5 separate regions of the Mus musculus genome follow, and all the other regions are linked to region 3. A link is a contact called in public Hi-C, HiCAR-type, Micro-C and promoter capture Hi-C data. All regions are on one chromosome and are shown on one strand. The core of a region is the stretch at or near the end of the contact, and the rest is flanking DNA. Distances in the headings are between cores, read along the strand shown.

Region 1 (2,700 bases), core at 148-2,647, 640 kb after region 3:
TTAAAGAATAAATCCATACAAAAGTTTAAGGTGTGAGCACGGGAGGTGTGCTGGGAACATAGCTCAGTCTACCTGTGCTTCTCAGCATGCCCAGGGCCCTGGATTCTACCTCTGGGCAGGAAGGCAAGTCTCTAAGAAACAACAAACTATCTGATTTGGTTAAGAAAGGTGTCTTGAACAGATCTTTCTAATGCTTTGGGTTAAGGTGGTAAAAGTGAAGGCTCTTGGGCCCACACTGTAGAAAACAGTGAGTGAGTGGGGACGGTGTTTTGAGCGTCTGGGGTTCTCTTGGGCTCCTAAGGCCACCACATTCAAGACTGGGGGAGAGTATATCACTCAAGACAGACCTACAACGAACACTTCAATCTCTGACCTGAGAGGGATTTAAAAAAGCACTTTCATGCTTTTAGCTAACATGGGTTACCCAACTTGGAATCTCACAAAGCTGGACACAGCTGGATCCAGTGTTGTTGCAGCCTGCGAGCCCTGAGCTAGGGGCTGAGTCATGTGTAACCCCAGGCCGACTGATGGGAACACTCATGGCTGAGGTGAGCTGGTGAGGTAGGGTTGCTGAACACACTAGGATGGGATTTCCATATCCACACATGCATTGGAAAGACAAAGGAACGGGGGCTTTGGAGTGTGCACAGGGATGCCTGGGTCCCCACTGCAGCTCTCCAGATGTAACAAACCCCCTCTTCTCTGGCTCTTTGTTCTTTATGTTCCTTCTTCATATCATGTCTGACTCTCAGAGGGGAAAGCCAGGAGCCAAGTGTCTCTCAGCACTCTCACCACTCCTGCCGTGGTACCACTGCAAGGAAGGCGCGTCGGGCCCAAGCCTCAAAGATTCTGTTTGCATGTGCTTTTCTTTGGAGGGACTTAGATTAATTGGATGCTAAGCACCAAAGAAAATTCCAGAAATCAGGAGGTAAAGGCTTTTTAAAGATTTCATACTCTCAGAAACTGTTCCACCGTGTAACACACCAAATATAAGAATTCTACTCCACCCTTAGTACTGCTAAACTTAAAACTCCATGTGAAAAATGCGCTCCTGAGGTGTCTGTCACTCCTGACATTTGGTGGGATACCCTGTCATTAAGTCAGAACACTTGAAAGACACAGGGGCTTGTCTTGTGCAAAGAAATACTGCAGTAGATCATAACACCAGTCTCACCCCCACTCTCAAAGGCACTTCTCAGATAATCACATTAATCCTGATAATTTCCATCATAATAGATGCAGACCTGTGAATAGGGGTGGGGAGGTGGGGCAGGCGCTCCTAGGGATCGTGGGAAAACTTACCCACAAGTTCTGAAGCCGGAGCTTTGAGCCAAAGAGGGTGCCTTGAAGCCTGTCACATGGGCATTTCTCCTGCCCTCTCCATTCTCCTTGCCACTGCCCTGTGTGTTTAATGTGTTGTCAAGAGGAACAGTAAGCTTTTGAAGGGAAGTGACTAGAGTCCCAAGAATGTGGCAGAGAATCAAGGAATTAAGAAGCTGGAGAACCTTTGCATGTGATTGTGAAGACAGACAAGTTAACAGGATGGGGATGAAGGTTGGCAGTGCATGGCAATGAGGAGGTACGGTCACCCCAGGCCTCTTACTGGATGCCATATTCCCCTGAGAAATCCTCCAACCTGTTTCAAAGTCCAGCAATTCTAGTCCTTCACTGAATTTTTTAAACCAACATTCTCACTGGTAAATGTGACCAGCCTCTCTGTTCTCTGTACTCTCTCCAAGTGAGATGTCAGAGACAGAGCAGTAAGCAATCTGCCCTCAGAGGGCAGTGAGGATCACTGGTCACATTCAGAACAGGCTCTCAGGGGCCCCCTGATTACTCCCAGCAGAGGGAGGCCCACAGCAGCCTGGCAGGGTGCTAGGGAAGGGTGCAGATGGCAATAATCAAAACCTTCTAAGGTTACAATGTACAACAGGTGTAGTGGTCACTTTTCAGACAGCCCCTTTCTCACTGTAACAGACTGAATTCCATGTACAAAGTTCTAGATTAGTAGCTGCATGTAAGTGAACTATCTTCAAATGAAACAAAGCTACCCTTAATAGTAAGACAAACATTTGCAAGAGGCTTAAATGTACATTACCAAATGAGATGGTCTTTTTTTTCTTTTTAAACTAAGACCGTATTCCATTTAAAGTAAGTGCCCTGCACCTCCTGGTATAATATTATTTATGCATACAGTATCCCACATGCTAAAAGGCCACTGCCCATCTCTTACCTTTAGGTACACTTTAGTGCGTGCCATCTGTCTCTCTGTTTCTCTCTCTCTCTCTCTCTCTCACACACACACACTTTGGTTGCATGCTGCCCTTCTCACACGTGTGTCTAAACAGCCATGGTAGACAGGCATCATCTCCCCCGTAACAGAGGACATGCTGTTACAGCAGTAAAGAGTGAACAGCTCTGTACACACACTATTTTAAATGACTAGATTTCCAAGTTCCTCTGTTGATATGAACAATGTCAACCTGAGGCACTTGGCATCGCCCCCATGTAACTTGGAGGACAGGAGAGGTTTGGGTGACATAGAGCTCACGGTGTACCTTACCTGGGAGTTGGAGCTAGCATCCAGAAAATGTGGCAGATTAGCTTGCACAAAGAGAAAAATGCCAGACCCTTGTAGCTGACACCATACAAAAAACTGAATTTTATAAGGAGCACATCAACGTTTTACCTGACTGGCCC
Region 2 (2,700 bases), core at 75-2,574, 720 kb after region 3:
TGGTTACCACCACCAGAAATAACCCATTAGGCGCTTGCTGTAAGTGCCATCAGCTTTAAGAATAACCGGTGCCATATGTCTTAGTAAAGTGCAACACAGAATCCAACATTACAATCTTAAACCTAACATCCCCGGAAACTGCACTGGGTTGCGTTCTGACGCGACCTTTAATGTGGAAAGACTCGAGAACTAAAAGCAAAGGAGCTTGCGACCCCACCAACTACCTCCTTCCATCAACGAATCCCGCTTAATCCTTCATGCCTGCACTTTTCCGTTGTAAACAGGAAACTCCAGAGGAAAGGAAACGGAGAAAATCCTATTTGTGCTTTTATAAAAGGAATAACGGCAGCGCTCTCCAACCCCCACGATGTGATTGAACAAATGAAAAAAGCAACCGGAGGAAGTGACGGGGTGGGCTGCTGGTGAGCTCACTTGGAAGTCCCAAACATGACACCCAGCTTAGGGGTGCCCCCAAACATCTGTACCAACAGCTGCAGCGGGGACACCGGGACAAGAGGGAGAAAGGGTGACGGGAGCGAAGGATGCGGAGTTGTGCCCACACGCTCTTATTCCCCCTCGGCCAACTCTTCTCTCGCCCCCCGTCCCAGCCCAGCCCGCTCCCTCCAGAAAGAACACCCAACAAAGCCGAGGCTGGGGAGACAAAGAGGCGGCAGGCGAGGGGCGTCCAGAACAATGCGGATCGGATCCCCGCCAAACTCCCGCGGACCACGCAGGCGGGCGGACAGCCCCGGAAATCGCCGCCGAGCTCCGGCCCCGTGGACAGCGGCCCTCAGGCCCCGCCGCCCAGGCGGCGTCCCTGGGACGCGGAGCAGCACCGGCGGGCAGGACGGCGCGGCCCGGAGCGGAGCGGAGAAGAGCGGAGCGGAGCGTCCGCCCGAGCGCGCCAGAGCGGGCCGCCGACGGGACTCACCCGCGTTCTGGTCTCGCGGCCAGAGGTAGTAGGTGGCGGGGATCACGATGAGCCCCACGAAGGAGGTGAGGAAGTAGAAGAAGGTGTTCCCGCTGTCATCGTACTGGAACTGCTGGCCCGCCATGGCTCCGCCTCCTCCGCCGCGCTCCCCTCACCGCCGTCGCCACGACCCCGCGCTGCGCTCCGGCTCCCGGCTCCCAGCGCCCCGGCCCCGTGTGGCGTAGCTCGGACGCCGCTACCGCCGCCGCCGCCGCCGCCGCCGCCGCTCTCCTCCCCGCCCCCACGCCGCTCTCACGGACACGCCGCCGCCGCCGCCGCGGCCGTCGCCAACTCTCGCGAGAGGAGCTAGTTCCCGCCCCACGCGGCTGTTCCCTCCCCGGCCGTCTCCTCCACACGCTCACTGAGGGAGACGTGGCGCGCGCAGCAAAGAAACTCTGTTGGACCCCGCCCGCGGCCCCGCCCCTGAGCCACGGACCACGCCCTCTGTTTTCCATAAGCCCGCCCCCGGGTCCCGCCCCCTGCTTACCAGGCTTTCCTTCCCAGCACCCTTCCCGGATTCCAGGAGCTTTCTTGCCAGGGTCCCCCAAGCAGTGAGCAGAGGCGAGCGTCCTAGGTGCGATTGGGACCTGAGCTTTTGCAACCTAAGCGAGGTTGCCAAACCTCTCCACTCTCTCCTATCCCTCTCACTTTTCCTCCACGTGAACCTCATGGAAACAAGTGCCATTAAAATAGGGAGCAAGGAAAAATAAATAAATGAAAAGAATAGGGAGCAAGGAACTCCTCAGAGTTCCAAAGCCTTGGTATTTGGAGCTGCCAGTTCACTAATGCTTTCTGTGACCCAAGCGATCATGTCTTCAATTTGTCAGTAAAACATGAAATAAAGCAAAATATAGATCGGTGGCTCTCAACCTTCCTAATGCTGCCACACTTTAATACAGTCCCTCATGTTGTCGTGACCCCGAACCGTAAAATTATTTTCATTTCTAGTTCATAACTGTAATTTTACTACTGTTACGAATTGTAATGTAAATATATGATGTGCATGATATATATACTCCCTCTAAAACGGTCTTTTGATAACTCCCCCTTAACAGGGTCAGGACCCACATATTGAGAACCAATGTCATATATGCTCTATTGATGAGAAAATTCAGACTCAAAACATTTTCCAGAGGTAACGCTCAATGGTTTGGGTTTGCTCAGGGCTTGAGGATCCAAACCCAGATCGCTCTGACGCCCCAAAGAGCCGCTGGCACTCCCCTGCAACCTGTGGGCAATCTGAAGAGGCAGTCACTCTCTGCTCCTGGCCACCGAATCTCAAGCTGGAGTCAGCTGAACTGCAGGATAGTCCTCTAACCTTGCAAAGATCCCACCAGAGTCCAGTGGTGGCCTTAGCAGGGTGGGTCCCAGTGTCTGCACTGCCCTCTGTGGATCAAGAGGACACAGGGCACTTTACACAGGACCGCTGTGAATAGTAAAGGAAACTGTGCAATATCTTTAAAAAGAGAAGCTACCGCGCAAGTACAAACATTCTGCTGTATTTTTTTTTAAGATTCATTTTTTATTTTTATGTATATGAGTACACTGTAGCCATCATGTGGTTGCTGGGATTTGAACTCAGGACCTTCAGAAGAGCATTCAGTGCTCTTAACTGCCCGTTTTGTTGTTGTTTTGTTTACTTTGCTTTTTGTTGGGGGGGGTGTTTTTTTTTTTTTCTTTTTGAGCCAGGGTTTCTTTGTGTAGCCCTGGCTGTCCCGGAACTCACTCTT
Region 3 (2,700 bases), core at 70-2,569:
AAAGAGAAAAACTGCAGGCATGGAACCGAAACAGAGACAAACCTAAAACCTCTATCTGGGACATTTCCACACGTTCCCCACTCGCCTGGGTTTTCTGGGTCTTTATAGATTTCTGGCACCCTCCCCTCTACTCAGTGACGTGTTACTTGTAGGAAAACATTCAAAAGTTACTTCTAAAAGGAAGTTCTCTGACTTCCAAACAGTGAACATTAATTCTGAGCATCTCTGGTTGGCCTCCACCTCCAAAATACTCCCAAGCGGGCCACCTGAGCGATCAAACTTCTACTTTAGGACAAACTTAAAAAAAAAAGAAAAAAAGAACTCAGATGAGTTGAGTCCCAGCCCACAAGGCCTTCACAACTCCGCGCCTCACAGCCCGAGCCAAGTCTGCGTGGGAAATTACGTCGATCGTGGCGGGCACAAGTCACGAGGGGCGGCGAGCGCCCCGGCCCGGCTCCACCGCCCGCCAGGAAGGCCTCGCGCTCGCTGGGGTGCACACCCAGAGCGCCGCGCTGGACCCGCCTCCAGCCGGGCAGCGGGAACCACGGAGCGCCGTGGAACGGCCCGGGAGGGTGCCGCGCCCCCTGGCGGCGGGGCTCGCCGCACCCCGCTCCCAGCCGCCGGCAGCCTCGCTCCCTCCGCTGCCTCCCCGGGGCAGCGTCCCTCCGAGCGGCGGCTCTCCGGCCTCTGGCTCCCCGCCCTTCTGCTCCCTCTGACACCCCTCCATCGCCGCCACAGGCCGGTCGAACGCGAGCGCTCCGGCGCCGCGCAGTTGCTCCCCGGCGGCCCTCGGCCGCTCCATCGCCGGCCCGCCGGGGGTGGAGAGCCGGCGCGCGGCGCGAGTGGGGCCGGCCTGGCGGCGGCGGCGCGGACCGTTCCACCGTGCGTCCTCCCCTCCCTCCTCCTCCTCCCTGGCCGCGGCGCGCGTGCTCCCGGAACGCCATGGAGTCGCGGCGTTCCGAGCGGGCACAAAGGGGCGCGCGGCACAATGGGGCGCGACGAGCCCGTGGGCGCCCGCTCCCCCTTCCAGCCCGCGCGGAGGCGGCGAGCCGCTCGCAGGCGGCCCCGACCGGGGCCCACACTCACCTGGGACGAGAGTTGTTACTTTGCGGAGCGGGACCCGCGCCGAGTTCGGGCGCCACGTGCGGGGGGCGGGCGCGCGGGCCGCAGTGGGGGCCGAGCGCGCAGGGCCTGGCCGGGGCGGCCCCGCCGACTGGCTGGGGGCGGCGGGCGGGCGGGCGCCGTGTATTTTCCCCTCTCTTTGTGTGTGTCCGTGCGCTGCGCTCTCGCGTGACGTGACGGGACTCCGTGTGTCATTTCCGCACAAGGACACAGGAGCCCCCGCTGCAGTGGAACCTCAAGCCCTCCGCCCCCACCGCGCCGCCCCTCCCCCTCAGCGGGGCACACGCGGGACCAGCGGCGGCGGCGGCGGCGGCGCTCGGGCGTGAGCGACCGCGGCGGGGAGCTGGGGCGCGCTGCGGGGCGGGTGCGCTCGGCCTGCACAGCGCGGCTCCACGTGGGCCCGCGCCGGCTGCCGGCGGACCAGGGCGGCTCTCACCCACGGGAAAGCGCCCCGCGGCATTCTCGGCTACGTGCTCTCCGGGCTGGAGCGTGGCCCCGGCGCCTCTTTCTCTACTTTTTCTCTAACCCCGGGGGGTGGGGGTGGGAGGCAACGCGCCGTGTCTTTTCCGCCCGCGCCCCCCGCTTTTGGGGCGCTCGGCTGTGGCGCCGCACCATCGCACGGACCTTCCCGTGCCACGCCGGGCACAAAGACTTCGGGGTGCGCCCCCCCTCCAGTTCTGCATGGATTCGTGGTTGGGGGGGTATACTGGAGAGCGACCCCGGGCTCTGGGGGAGCCCTGGCCACTCCCCCGGCAGGGTGGCCGCCCTCTCCCGTAAAGCCTGAGTTCCGAGAGCCCAAGTTTTGCCGCTTGAGGCTGCGGAGCGAAGCACGCGCTTGGGGACCCTCATGCCACCAACTCAGAGCCACGGGGCTCAGCGCGGAAAACTGGGAGACTCCAGTCGCCGAGTTAGTTAAGACCGACCGTCTCCTAGTTTCCCGGACTGCAGAGTCGGAGTTGAGAAATAAGAAACCAACCCCTCGCAGTTCTCCAACTTTCGGGGACTTGGGGTGGGGGTGGAGGGAAAAGAAAAGCCCAAGTCAACTTTTAAGCTGCGTGCCTGGTTTTGGTAAACAATGAGAACGGAAAAAAAAATTTTTTTAATCCTTTAATTTGCCGATGGAAAAAAAATGTCTAAAAAGAAAAATGCAAATGATCCCATCTGCTGCCTACAGCTGACTGGCTGCGAGAGAGGACCATGTGGCCCGGCCCGGCGCGGTCAGTGAATACGTAGAATAGATTTTAAAAGGACGTACATGCTGGCTCCTAGCTGCCCAGTCGCGGCCTAAGGTTGGAATTAACGCGTAGTCAGAGATTATTGTGTCTTCACACAAATTGGGAATTTAATCATTACGCAAGTTCCTCGCCTTCTGGTTTGAAATCTAATGGCGCAGAGTTGGACCTTGGAGGGACTGTGGAACGTTCTGGAGAGGTGTTTGGGTTGCAGACTTGGAGAAGTCAGTACTAATTGCTATGCAAAATTAGCTAGCAGCTTGAAGAAAGGAGCCCAGCATCCTAGGGGTGCTTTTATAAGAGAATCTATACGTGCTCAGTGTCATTCAAAACAGGATGATGGAAA
Region 4 (2,700 bases), core at 91-2,590, 520 kb before region 3:
AAGGTGTTTGATCCCAACGTGTTCACCATTGGTTTAGGGAAGAAGAAGGAAAGCCTGGCAGAGGTGTCACCAGCTTTGCACTTGTTGCAGAACCACGACCCCATATCCAAACTGAGAGCCAAGCGTGCATCCACCGAGCAGAGCATCGTCTTCAAGTCCTTGCACACTAACAGTAATGGGAAGAGCGAGCCACAGACCACTTCAGAAGCAAGTGACAAGGAGAACAGGGACATCAACAGCGGCGGCGTTAAGAGGTCACGGCTAGAAAACAGCACGCTTTTCTCAAGCATGCTTTCTTCTCTGCCACAAGACAAAGTCTTTTCTCCCTCCGTGACGTCAGTCAACACAATGAGCACATCTTTTAGCACTTCTCAGAACAGCTCCGTATCTCAGTCATCAGTGGTACAGCCCAGGAAGGAGGGTGGCCTGCCCTGTGGCTCAGACAAAGAACAGCCACACCTTGCACCCCACAACTCCTTAAAGGTCTTCAATTTCAATTCATCAAATACATCTCGTCTGGGTTCCAGCCACATGGAAAAGTACCCACAAAAAGAGGGAAGCAAGGAAGATGTGAATTCTCAGGGCAACCTACAATTGCCAGAAAACAACCTTTCAGACTTACCCAAACTGAAGAACAGCGATGGCGTGGAAGGTATTCTGAAGTCAAACCTGCCGAATGTTGGGAGCGTGGACGCGGACTTCCTGGGCCTTTTCAAAGCAAGCCGGTATGACCCAGGCCATTCCTTTTCTGGAATGTCCTTATCAGACTCTATGGTAAGTACTAATTCTTATTTAGATGGGATGTTTCTAAACCTAGAGGCAGTGAGGGGCTCAGGTTGTATTTTTACAGGGGTTGTACATGTGCAATAAGTTTCTATTTGTTTACCATGTACCTTTTGTTTTGTTTTGAGACAGGGTTTCTTTGTGTAGCTCTGGCTGTCCTGGATTTAGTTGTGTAGACCTGGCTGGCCTTGAATTCACAGAGATCCACCTGCCTCTGTGCTATGATTAAAGGTGTGCACCACCACTGCCTCACCCCTCTACCCCTACCTCTGTGCACTTTTAAATCTATGTGCAAGGAACTCTTGGAGTCCAAGAAACAAAGACACCAACACTTCCTCCCCCAAGACATTTGTGGCCAAGCCGGGAGAATAAGTTATGTTTCAAGGCATTTGTGAATGTCAGTGTTGTACTATGGAAAGTATAGGAAAGATGCTTTGAGCGATCAGAAAACCTAGGAGACTCGTATTCTTTGTATTCTCTGTAAAAACACTCAGTGCTATATTTAGAATTTTCAAGATGTGTGAAACAGCTTCCTCTACTTGCAAAGGCCCCGCCCAGCCCAAGGATCCCCCTTCTCCTTCCTCTTTGCTCTGAGGTTTCACTCGCTCTCCATAATCGTCATATGTGTAGTTGGGAAACTACCTAAATGGGAATTTGTCTTCCTCAAGTTTGTGGCATAAAGTTTAGTTTGCATTCGTTCTTTCCCTGATAGAGGGAGCTGCAAAATGCAGCTTCCATTTCTTCCTCTCTGAACTGCCTGAAGTTTCCTCTTTGATGGAGACTGAACGTAGGGCCTTTTGTTAGTAAGCACGCTGTTTGTTGCTGGGCCCCATCACCAGCCCAGGATTGTTTGTGCCCTTCTGGTTCCAAGCTCCCTGTTTAAGTTGAGGGAGACTGTGCCTATAACTTGCTTTGCAGTGAGCAAAGCTGTCAGGCAAGTAGAGACATGACCACAGAAAGGACCTGGCGCCCTTCTTCACTGGGCAGGGTGTGGAGGTGGTTTTTGCTATAATCCTCTCATGTTCTGTGATTTTGGAAGCTTTTTCAAAATACATGGTTGGCTAGTTGTGATGAGACATGTCACCAATCACAGCACTCAGGAGGCCAAGGCAGGTAGACAGAAAGTTCAAGACCTGCCTCAGCTGTTTAACATGACTCTGACTAACACACACGTGCACACACACAGGTTTTCAGCATTATTACATGCAGGTTCTCTTTTTCATGGATTTTGTAAACTAATAGATTTTAAACTTTTTCCTAATTAATTAATTAACTAATTAACTTATATCCTCGTCACTGGCCCCCCAGGTCCCCCCTCACACAGTCCCTCCCCTATCCCCACCTCCCCTTCTCCTCTGAGAGGGTGGGGCCCACCGGTGTATTCTCCTGCCCCCACCATGGCACATCAAGTCTCTCCAAGGCTAGGTACATCCTCTTCCACTGAGGCCAGACAAGGCAGCCCAGCCAGGGGAATGGGACCCATAGCCAGGCAATAGCTTTAGGGATAGTCACTGCTCTGGTTGTTGGGAGACCCACATGAAGACTGAGCTGCATATCTGCTATGTATGTGCCAGACCCAGCCTGTGTATGCTATTTGGTTGGTGGTTCAGTCTCTGAGAGGCTCCAAGGGTCCTGATTAGTTGACTCTGATGGCCTTCCTATGGAATTCCTGTTCCCCTTTGGAGCCTTCGATCCTTTCCCCATATCTTCCATAAGAGCCCTCGAGCTCCATCCAGTGGGTTTGTGAAGACCCATTTACCTTTGAATATTGAGATCTCCGAAGAACTTTTGTTTAATTGTGCAGCACATCTATATTAGAATTTCATGTGGGAACTCAGCCCCCCAGAAAACACGTGTGAATACTTCAGAGCAATGGCGTGCTGTAGACCCCATACTCACTCAGAAAGGGCAGATAAC
Region 5 (2,700 bases), core at 174-2,673, 980 kb after region 3:
TCATGAGTCCTCTAAGGCCAAAATTCTCATGGTTACTATTTAATATTTAATTTTTAGCAATGAATTAATTTAATAAGTTTTTTTTTCAAATGTGGAAAAACCCTTCCATCCTGCTCTACAGAGTAAAAAAAGCAGTACTTTCATTTAGTGTCCCTCGAATCATCTAAATTACTTACTGCCAAAACCCCATTAGTTATGGGATTCTAAGAGTACGTTTCTACTTCACCCTATTCCTTTTTTCAGTTGAAGTGAAAAAGCTAAAGCCAGACACTTAGATGAGTAGGGTTCCCTAGTCCCGGGCAGTTGCTTTTTTGGACACTGAGGAAGATGACATTCCACACACCTAGGCCTTCAGCAGGACAGCCAAGCATGCTAAGGTCAACCATTTCTCATCGCTGCTAACCGCTTGGTTGAGCCCTACCACAAAAATCTGACGCGCTCCCGTGAACTCGCCATCAAGTTCTGCTCACAGACGTGTACGGCCCAGGATACTCTTACTGTAGCTTGAGACAGGCCTGGAAAGAGCAGCTAAGCTTGGCTTCACTACGTCTTGGTAAGCGTCCAGGAAAAAAAAAAAAAAGAGACAGGGAGGGAGAGAGGGCTTCAACTTTGCGCACACACGCCCCCCTCCCCCTTTCTTCCTCAGTCACACCTAGCTCTCTTTTCGGAGAACAGTGTTCTCGAAAGATCTACCTCTTCAACTCAAATGTCAAGCCCAGATCAGCTGCCTGAGATCTCGGCTAGCAGAGCTCAACCCACGCCCTCGTCTTCCAGCACCTTCTACCGGAGCCAGCGAGCTGGTCCCCATACAAACTGTCCACGGAGAGCGAGCGAAACCCTGGCTCACGCCTCCGCCCGCAGACAAGCTGCCTCGCAGGGGCGTCTGGCCTGGGCGGCCGCTGAGACCTCAAGGCCCCGCGCCGGGGTCCGGCGGGACTTGGCGGCCCCGGAGCGAGGGATGCGGGAGAGGGGCGGACGCCTCACCTTGACCCTGATCTCGTAGGTGGTGAAGCGGCCCCGGCCGACCCCCACGGTCTGCGGGTTGCTCACGTCGATCTCGAGGAAGTTGCTGGGCGGCCCGTAGGCGTCATTCAGATTCTGCGGCTTGGTGATGAGCCGCCGGGTGTCCGCTACCGTCTCCGCCATTTCGCTGTCGCCGCGGCAGCCGCGGGCTTCTCTCCACCGCCTTCCGCCAACGCCACCGCCGCCCGCCGCGGGGACTCCCGGCTCGCGCGCAGCGAACGGAGACGAACGAGCACGTAGGACGGGTGGGCGTTCGTTCCGCGCGAAGCTCCGCCCCAGGCTGCTCGGGCTTCCGCCCTCTGCCCAGGGAGAAACAGCTGACTGGCCTGAACGCCGCGCCCGGTTCGCAGGCCCCGCGGCGGCCCCGAGGGACACTGCGGGGTGGGGCTGAGGCGCGGCGGCGTCACGGGACTGTGGGCGCCAAGGATATGGGGAGACTACAATAACCACAATGCCTCGGGCGAGCGCGCCGCCGCCGAGTGACGCGCAGGCGTAGTAGGGGAGCTCTGGGGAGGAGGTGTGGGTTTCCGGCTTTTCTGACCCAGCTTCTCTGCGGGGAGGGACTCCGGAAACGATTTTAGCTGTTCTGGCGCAGTGAAGGCAGTCGTTGGGACGGCAGGGAGGAGACAAAACTGCCTATGCTGTAAGACAGCCAATCCAGTGCATCACTGTGATCCCTGGAAATTCATTTCTAGAAACCTTTAATAAACGTCTCAAATGAATCAGTACACATCTGTAATCCTGACCTTTGGCAAATGGAGAGCGGAGAATCAGGAGCTCGAGGCCAGCCTGGGCTACATGAGACCTTATCTTTAAAAACCAAGGGAGAGCCGGGCGGTGGTGGCGCAGGCCTTTAATCCCAGCACTTGGGAGGCAGAGGCAGGCGGGTTTCTGAGTTCGAGGCCAGCCTGGTCTACAAAGTGAGTTCCAGGACAGCCAGGGCTATACAGAGAAACCCTGTCTTGAAAAAAACACAAAACAAAACCAAAACAAAACAAAAGGCTTTTTAGCCAGGCGTGGTGGAGGCAGAGGCAGGCGGGATTTCTGAGTTCTAGGCCACTGGTCTACAGAGTGAGTTGACAGCCAGGGCTACACAGTAGCCCTCAAAAAACAAACAAAAAATGATGATGTAACTCAGTTGGTAGATTGATTGCCTAGGATTCATAAAGTCCTGGGTCCAGTCCCCAAGAAGGACATTAATCCCGGCATAATGTAATGCCAGCACTCAGAAGGCTGAGACTCAGAAGTTTCAAGGTCACCCTGTTCTACACTGATAGATTCGAAGCAGTAAATAAGGGAGTGGAATTTTTTAAACCTGATAAGCTCAAACTAAGGTCAAACAGTGCCTAAAGACTGGTCTGGCCCCTGAAATAAGAAAGCAAAATAAGAAAGACAAGATGAAGGCCGGGAACCCTGTCTGGGTAAGCGGCCACTCTTGTTTCCCACAAATCCTGGTAAATGTGTTTTGTTTTTAAGCGGTAAATCTCAAATTGTACTTGGAATGCTACTTAGAGAAGCCTTTATACAAAATGGAAAAAAGGACCAGGGAAAGACTCAGGAAGCTGAAGGGAGACAGGAAGATAGGGGAGTGCCAAGAACCAGGATACCAGGAGCTAGTGCATCCGGTTGTCAACCCAATACCTGAACAAAGCCATTACGTGGCCTAGGCAGCGTCAC

Evidence for each region. Promoter capture Hi-C pulls out the DNA fragments that hold promoters and counts their contacts. Hi-C and Micro-C count contacts between places; a contact is called where the count stands out from the background. HiCAR-type assays count read pairs that join an accessible place to other places.
Region 1: a contact with region 3 is called in a HiCAR-type map of astrocytes, with 2.7 times the contacts expected there. The contact joins the enhancer-like site here to the promoter of Bend3 in region 3. A contact is called at or near these places in 1 of 39 promoter capture datasets (hippocampal neurons), 1 of 484 Hi-C or Micro-C datasets (cerebral cortex), 7 of 115 datasets of contacts at active chromatin or transcription factors (astrocytes, embryonic forebrain, embryonic hindbrain and 4 more) and 2 of 9 other capture datasets (embryonic stem cells and pancreatic islet).
Region 2: a Micro-C map of embryonic stem cells shows a contact between it and region 3, with 8 times the contacts expected there. The contact joins the promoter of Sec63 here to the promoter of Bend3 in region 3. A contact is called at or near these places in 1 of 39 promoter capture datasets (frontonasal cranial neural crest), 3 of 484 Hi-C or Micro-C datasets (Th1 cells, embryonic stem cells and erythroblasts) and 2 of 115 datasets of contacts at active chromatin or transcription factors (epiblast stem cells and pancreatic cancer cells).
Region 4: a Hi-C map of B cells shows a contact between it and region 3, with 13 read pairs. The contact joins the enhancer-like site here to the promoter of Bend3 in region 3. A contact is called at or near these places in 4 of 39 promoter capture datasets (the C10 cell line, neutrophils and pre-B cells), 1 of 15 datasets of contacts at CTCF or cohesin (large pre-B cells), 4 of 484 Hi-C or Micro-C datasets (B cells, LSK cells, embryonic stem cells and 1 more) and 4 of 115 datasets of contacts at active chromatin or transcription factors (extraembryonic endoderm stem cells, large pre-B cells, memory CD8 T cells and 1 more).
Region 5: a contact with region 3 is called in a promoter capture Hi-C map of pre-B cells, with 2.8 times the contacts expected there. The contact joins the promoter of Snx3 here to the promoter of Bend3 in region 3. A contact is called at or near these places in 2 of 39 promoter capture datasets (the C10 cell line and pre-B cells) and 2 of 115 datasets of contacts at active chromatin or transcription factors (memory CD8 T cells and pancreatic cancer cells).

What each region holds. Positions count from the first base shown.
Region 1 is chr10:42,833,153-42,835,852 of GRCm38.p6, reverse strand. No RefSeq gene overlaps it. Among named protein-coding and RNA genes, the nearest start is that of Scml4, 26 kb to the left of the region's middle. Within about 2 kb of position 1,397, at least 42 of the 459 cell types and tissues checked have an H3K27ac peak or open chromatin away from gene starts, as enhancers often do. A contact at or near this core is called in astrocytes and epiblast stem cells, where this site is marked.
Region 2 is chr10:42,760,120-42,762,819 of GRCm38.p6, reverse strand. Sec63 (SEC63-like (S. cerevisiae)) reads right to left here and starts at 1,324. Exons shown (of 21, transcript NM_153055.3): 1 at 932-1,324. The coding sequence starts at 1,055.
Region 3 is chr10:43,477,759-43,480,458 of GRCm38.p6, reverse strand. It overlaps Bend3 (BEN domain containing 3), which reads right to left and starts at 1,319. Exons shown (of 4, transcript NM_199028.2): 1 at 1,087-1,319.
Region 4 is chr10:43,995,126-43,997,825 of GRCm38.p6, reverse strand. Crybg1 (crystallin beta-gamma domain containing 1) reads left to right here. Exons shown (of 22, transcript NM_001368305.1): 4 at 1-774. Among named protein-coding and RNA genes, the nearest start is that of Gm40636, 28 kb to the right of the region's middle. Within about 2 kb of position 1,340, at least 79 of the 459 cell types and tissues checked have an H3K27ac peak or open chromatin away from gene starts, as enhancers often do. A contact at or near this core is called in B cells, memory CD8 T cells and pre-B cells, where this site is marked.
Region 5 is chr10:42,500,777-42,503,476 of GRCm38.p6, reverse strand. Snx3 (sorting nexin 3) reads right to left here and starts at 1,423. Exons shown (of 4, transcript NM_017472.4): 1 at 985-1,423. The coding sequence starts at 1,146.